Linked DNA regions of Zea mays: region 2 is linked to region 1. Evidence: chromatin contacts called from public Hi-C data. All regions are on one chromosome and are shown on one strand. The core of a region is the stretch at or near the end of the contact, and the rest is flanking DNA. Distances in the headings are between cores, read along the strand shown.

Evidence for each region. Hi-C and Micro-C count contacts between places; a contact is called where the count stands out from the background.
Region 2: a contact with region 1 is called in a Hi-C map of ear, with 2.7 times the contacts expected there. The contact joins the enhancer-like site here to the promoter of LOC100284161 in region 1. A contact is called at or near these places in 2 of 25 Hi-C or Micro-C datasets (ear and tassel).

Annotation. Positions count from the first base shown.
Region 1 is chr7:79,170,872-79,174,484 of Zm-B73-REFERENCE-NAM-5.0, reverse strand. LOC100284161 (heavy metal-associated domain containing protein) reads right to left here and starts at 2,173. Exons shown (of 3, transcript NM_001157058.2): 1 at 2,044-2,173; 2 at 1,872-1,950; 3 at 936-1,767. The coding sequence starts at 2,052. The coding sequence ends at 1,352.
Region 2 is chr7:79,794,881-79,798,569 of Zm-B73-REFERENCE-NAM-5.0, reverse strand. No RefSeq gene overlaps it. Among protein-coding and RNA genes, the nearest start is that of LOC109940994, 9.2 kb to the right of the region's middle. Within about 2 kb of position 1,574, at least 14 of the 20 cell types and tissues checked have an H3K27ac peak or open chromatin away from gene starts, as enhancers often do. A contact at or near this core is called in ear and tassel, where this site is marked.

The sequences.
Region 1 (3,613 bases), core at 924-3,423:
GGAGATTCGGCCCACACGCAGGGAAGTCTCCTTATCTTTTTCTTTTATGTTTTCCTTTCTTTTTCCTTTCCTCTTGATTTCATCATTTGAGTTCAAAAATTTGTTATGAGTTTTCCCATTTATTTTAAATATGCAATTTCAAATACTGTTCTAAATTAGTTTTCTTTATTTGTATATTTATTTTCTCTATATGTTATAGTATTTTCCTTCTCTTCTCAAATTATAGAATTTCCTTTAGAATTCAAATTTCAATTTGGGTACCAACATATTTCTTTTTACATTATTTTTATATTGTCACAAAATGCTCACAAAGCAAAACCACATCATGATGCATAATCCATTTTAGTATCTTTTATTTTAACTAATCACCCTTAATTATAGGTATGCTCTTGTTATGATGAATATATGGCACACAACATAAGGAGATTTACTATATCCTCATCATATACATTTTTGGGTATTACACATCTGCATTTACCCTTAAATCCGGGTGTGACAGATACATAGAACTTATCCATTTAACTGGGAAAAATGGACCAACTCTTGTAATATGCATTTGACGGCCAGACGCTCCACATGAAGTTGCTTCGCCTCGATACACCCTTCCCAATGATGCCACGTGACACCTCTAATTAAACTCGGCGAAACCACCCTTCCATAACGCCAGGTGGTTTTGAGGCTCAACCACCAAAACAGTTGTGAGTAGCGTACTGCATATGCGTCCCTCACATGATTGGTAGCCCGGCTGGTTGTGCGTTGACAGTGGTCGCAGACATGATTGGCTTCCTGTGTCGGACGAGGTGAGCCTGCACACACATGTAGCATAGGCAATTTTTACTGCTCAGCACATGCAATTTTTTCTGCTCCCACCTGCACGCGTGGAGACCAATCACTCGGATTCCGCAGGCCGTGTGGAGCGTGCAGGTGGGAGCAGGCCGGCAGATGCTCGCGGGCATAGGAACCAATCACTCGGATAGTGTATAAACACTAATTTTATTGCAATCCTTTTCTTCAACAAACACTACAACTTTACCAAAAACGAAAGAAACGAAAAGGAAACATCGGTGCTGCTACTTAGTCTGCACTTGAATCATAATCTTGCGGAACAGCTCTGCCTCCCATTCCACCAACACCTCCAACTCCAACAGATCAATCCGTCAACTTTGCTGGCCAACCCTGTACATAATTACACGGATGATAATGCCCATCACATCCTGGATCATCATCCTCTGTTGCACAGCTCAAGGCAGCATGGATCATCTTGTCCGGACGAACCCAACCATGTTAATCTGATCTCCATGTGTTCGGCCACCTTCAACCAACTCCTCAGATTAACTTGTAGGATGTTTTTTCACATGATGCTGCATCCAGGGTCCTGTTCTTGCTGCGGGTATGCTGCAGGATAGGAGTAGGCGGCGGGGTAGGGCGGCATGGCGTTGTACTGCTGGTAGGCGGCAGGGTACGAGACCGACGGCATCGCCTGGTAATGGCCGCCGTAGCCCCCACCGCCGCCACTGCTCTTGCCGCCGCTGCTCTCTTTGCTCTCCTTGCCCTCTTTGCCACCACCGTATCCGCCGCCACCGTACATCATGCCACCGGCGCTCCCGTAGCCGTACCCGTCGCCCTTCTTCTTGTCGTCGCCGGAGCTGACGCTGAGCAGCTCCGCGTAGCCGAGGCTGCGCCGAAGGATGGTTGTGAGCGTGATGGGGTCGACTCCATCGCCGACGACGGTGATCTTGTCGCCCTCCATCGTGGCGGACGTCACACCTGCGGAATCGTCCGGCACCCCAGGAAGCAGCAATTGTCAGAACCTGGGACTTGATGATGATGATGCCAATCAAATCGCAGTGATTGTTGTAGGTTGGTCTTACCGTTCATTCCCACAGCTGCCTTGAAGGCCTTCCTCCTCTTCCTCTCGTCATCCAGGGGCAACTTGAGCACAATCTTTTGCTGCAGCGAGAAATCGAAGAACACAGAATGAGCTCAGAACAAAAACCAAAACATTCAGGCACAGAAACGAAGACGGCAGGATGAGCAACCAACCTTGCCCATCTCTGTTCCACGGAACCAGGCCGTACAACAGTACTGGACTGGTCTGTACTTGGAGTCAATAGTATCTCGTGCGATATGATTGCTGAGCAAGACAAGAGGAGCTCTCGTGTGTTTGAGACACGAAGTACATGGCCACCACCACCTTATTTATAGGCAGGCAGGCAGGCAATGAGCAGGACGGCAGGTTGAGAGAGAGAAGGGTTTCCTAATTCCTATTATAATAAATATGTAACCACTGTATGTATGGGAGGAAGCAGCAAAGAAGGCTCTGGACAGAGAAGATGAAGCTTAGCAACAAAATGGAAGAAGAGAACAGCCAACCAATCAATCAGCAAGCAGTGCACGGCTACTGAATAATCCACGAGACGCACTGTGCCAAATGCCCAGCTCACGCTGAAGCTGGCTGGAGTTCGTGGAACCTCAACATCAGCGAGTGGCTGGTAGGGTCTGGTCGGTGCTACCGTGCCACAACTTTCCACACACCTTGATTATAGCTACCTAGCTAGTTCATTTCAGCACACCACAACACAGGTCAAGTCTCTATCTCCTTGTGTCCATATTTTCCTTCTCTCTCTTTCTTTCCCAGATCAATCTCTCCTCTCTCCCTCTAATTAAACTGATTGCAAGGCAAAAATGTTTGCTGGCGTACTATCACTTACAGTAGCAATTAGTGGCGGCCTGGCTATTACACCATCACCCACTTTTTTTTAATCAGTTAGCATGGTTGTTATACATACTAATTATTTGATACCTAGGAAACTCATGCGCTAAAATGAAATTTATCAAACTTCCGTTCCTAGCTTTTGAAATTGGATTAAACCAACAGCTGGCGCCTGGCGGACAGCATTTTCTTGTTTATATTACTGTAGGAGTATCATTTAGCTGTTTGTGCTGTCGGCTGTTGGTGATAGAGTTGGATGCTCTGTCTTGCCATTTCAATGTTTGAAGAAAGGGATAGGCATCAAAAAGGAGGCCGATGAAGTCTACATCGTCATTATGTTTGAAATTGAGGCGCCTGTAGGTCTCTTTCGGTGTGTTTCTTTTACCATGTCTGACACATGAAATTTCCCACGAGAGCTAGTCTGTGAGACACAAAACCGAAGAGAATTAAAGCCCTAAAATCCTTTTCTTATTCAAAAATTAGTAAGAAAAGGATTTTAATTAGTCTCTCTAATCTCCTCCGGCATTTTACCTCCAAAACTAGCTCTCAAAGTTGTATGCTTGAACAAAAAAAGATAAACGTTTGCTGTGAATATATACTGCCAAAAAAACCATGGGGGGTGGGGGGGGGGGGGGGGGGGGGGGGGGGGGAGAGCGCTCAGGATAAAGTTCGGACATGTCGTCTACATGAGAGTTTTACGGCTGGTATTGTTGTGTGTAGTACAAGATAGCTCAGGCCAGGATTTACAAACAAAATTTCGCTGAAATTCCAAATACAAGATAGCTCAGGCCACGAAAGAATTAATTATTCAATCTTTGCAGGTCACACGAGTGTCCGTAACTGTTATAGGGCACTACATCCGTGCTTTATAGGGCACTACAGTACCGCCGGCTCTGTTGG
Region 2 (3,689 bases), core at 325-2,824, 620 kb before region 1:
AGACATGCTTTTGTAAGTGTCCCAAACACAACTATAGTACCTTCAATGATATTCACTTGATGTTTAACCTCAAGATACTTGGCACCCAACTATTGACAGTGTGGTTCCTCTAAGTATCACTTGTAGACAAACATGTGTTGTTATTAATATATTGTATCGAGTTTCAATCTATGACATGCACATGTTTTTGTAGAGTGCATCATGACGAGGAGGAGATGGGTATAGTCAAGATCCATTTGCTCAAGAAAAGAGAAGAGTTTGGTATCCGAACCCGATGGAAAATTAGAGAAGAATCACACATTTACAATTGGACTTGGTGTCTATGTATTTTAGGGCAAGATTGAAGATGAATTATGGAGATTAAAAATGAGTTGGAAAAAGACTCTAAGACTAACTACTGCATCTACATAGGACATGAACTACTTAAATTTTGAAACAAGAAATGCATAGTTTTTTCATACAACTTTGCATAAGTCTACCTTTACGTAGTTTACACTAATAATTTCAATTAAAAAACTATTGTCTTAACATATGCATTAATTAAATTCATACATGGAGTATTGGATCTATATATTGATTTATCTCGGGGATAGAAAGTTAGTTGTTCTAGAGATTAACCTACTAGCATGTATGAACTATATTCTTGATTGTTTTAAATCGGTGAGGCGTACTTTTTAATATTTATGTATTATTTAGATATGGTACTATAGTTAATTAGGATTAGACAAAGTTCATTAGTAATATGTCAAAAAATTGAACTTTTCAAAGTATCTTAAACAAGTGGCAAATTTACAAATCGTGGGTGTAAATAAATTTTCACCGACGATTCTTTTGACTAAACCGTCGTAGAACCACCAGTTTAATCAGCTATTTTTACATGTCCTTTCTGTTACGGAAGGTACAAATGCTAGTGAATATATTTAGGAGTATAAATACAGAGCTTATGTGTAATAGTATTGTGGCCCTGTTTGTTTACCGTATAGATTATATAATCCAGCTTAAATATGTTTAGTGGCAAACGAACAACGCATATTATTGGAGTGGATTATATAATCTAGCAACCTAGATTATGATAATCTGTAAGTAGGTCGTTTGGTGCTTATTTTAGATTATTGTTCTGTTTGAACAAACATCTCTAATATAATAGGATTAGATAAACGGGATTGCGTAGTCGTCCGAATTATATAACCTATATAAAATAAGGTGGATTATATAATAATGCAAGAAAAATAAACAGGCCCTATGCCACGCGTGACGTGAATCAAGGGCAGAGCTGACTATTTCATCGCCAAACGAACAAACAGTGGTCGCTAGCTTTGTACAGTGATAGTGGGAGACAGTAGCTCCCCACCACAGCACCAGAACCACCACTACATGCTTCTGCCTGCGGCACCAAATGGAGGAGGGGATATTCCGTGTCAGGCAGCCAGAGACACTTGTGCCTGCTGCTGGCTACACTCACCGATCGCGTTGTCGGCGATCCACACCGGCCGGCCGGTGTGGGCAGGCCTAACATCGACAGCGATCGATAGGCCGCCGCAGATTCCCCCGGTCTCAAGTTGTCCCCTCGCCCCCACTCTAGTGGCTAGCTAGCTTGCAGGAGCTGCTGCCCTTTCCCCTCCCCTCCCATCCACGACTAGTCCTTCCTTGCCTCCATCGATCCCTCCGCGTGCACTCGATGTGCAGATGGAAAAGGGAGGTTCTAATGGGTGCCTTTTATATCTTGCTCCAGGGTTAAAGGAGATCAAAAGCGGCTTTGTTTGTAGCGTCAGAATTCAACCTCTGCATAGGCCATGATGCCCCGATGATGGGTGCCAAGTAGAGATCACATTACTTCTGACCATAACGTTCGATCGCTCCCCACCTCAGCCAGCCAGCTGCCTCAAGACGATACGGAGCTGGCTAGCTAGTAGGAAAACGCTACTGCTAAACTTGTCCAGGAAACTCGATTCGCATATGATTCTGCTTTGCTGCGGGATGGCACAAGCGTCATCGATCGTTCTCGCGGTGCAATATTGTTTAGGCTTTCAGCTAGCAGCTGCATATTGTAACATATTTGGAAGAATTAAGAATAGAGATAGCACTACAAGAAAATATTGAAGGAACGTCGGTCACTTTAATAGGCTGTTTGGTTTGAGGAATGAGCTAGTCTATTATCTTCTCACTCCTCATTTTTTTGTTTGGTTTGTGGAATGGAATGAGTTGATCCATCATCACCTCATTACTCATAGTTAGTTAGTTAGTACTAATATGAGGAAATGTGTCATCCCACCAAATTTGAGGAATGGAACCATGATGCACCACCATATTTTGGATGAAGTGATTCCTCAAACCAAACACCCCCTAAGTGTGTCGGCCCCGACACTATTAATACGAGTATTGGATCAAGAGAGAATTATTGTACATGTCACGTAGATGTGACCACCTGATTTTTTTTATTTACTTTATTAGAGACTCCAAGTGAGATGGGATATTAATAAAGGTTGTACATGTACTTAGTGAAGGTGGTTTCTTATTAATTTGTAATAATTAGTTAGGATATCGGAATTTTCAAAACACCGCATAGCATGCAGTGGGCTAGTCCGAATGTTGGCCGAGAGCAGGTAGGATAAAGAATTTTCTGCAGGCCGCAAGTCTGAAAGGATTGTCGAAATATTGGGCTCACAAAATCTAAAAGTGTCGGTTCATTTAAATAAGAGTGTGGATTTTTGGCTCACACTCTTTATCTAGTTTCTTGTAGTATGGACCCTCGTTAAATTTTTTGTCATCTTTTTTTTATGGTTTAATAAATTGGATATAAAAGCTGGCACGAACTATTAGCATTGAGCCTTGTTAAAATTCATAAAATATAAACCTCAAATTTATCGTGTATGCTCTCAAATGTTTGGTATAAAATTCGGATACAGATACACATAATTTTTCAATTCTTCGTTGTAGGAGCAAATAATCCAAAAAAACTATGCAATATTTTGTTCTTGTTTTTTCATAATATGCTTAACAACATAACCAAAACTTAGCACCAAATTCTATGCATACATATTATAAAATATTAAATTTGTCCTATAGGTTGGATGTTCAGAATCCATCCCTAATTAAGACCGTGGTATATATGATGGATGTTGTTGACCGCTATAGTTGGATCCATTTCAAATGATTAATTAAGAGCGCGGTCTCGGTATAGTTGGATTCTGCATTTAAGCTTGAGAGCTAGTGTTGACAGCCAAAAGGGTTAAGAGGAGATTTGATTTGGATTTAGGATCGGAGTTTGTTGGATACTATAGAAGTGACTCTGTGGGGAATTCTGAAGCCCCCAAAACTCTATCACTTCATAGGTTTCCTCATATTTGAAGTTTTGACATATGTGGTGTGAATCCCATTCACACCGGAGGTTCCAACATGTGTTGTAAGCTCCAACCATGCCACAAGGGATGAAACTCTGGAAACTTTTGATGGGCATGGGATGCTTTGACTTCCCCTATTCCACTCTAGCTTTGTAGATTTTGATCTGATTTTTCTTTTGATCTTGTGAGGATCTGAAGATTATGTTGTACAATTGTTTTTTTTACTAGAATTAGTCCACACTATCTGTATATATTGGAGGATCATATCAAATTGAGTTATCTAGCATCTAATCGGTCAGAAACACATACACTATCTTGTTTACCCTAAGTTTTCCAAGCCCTGCTATT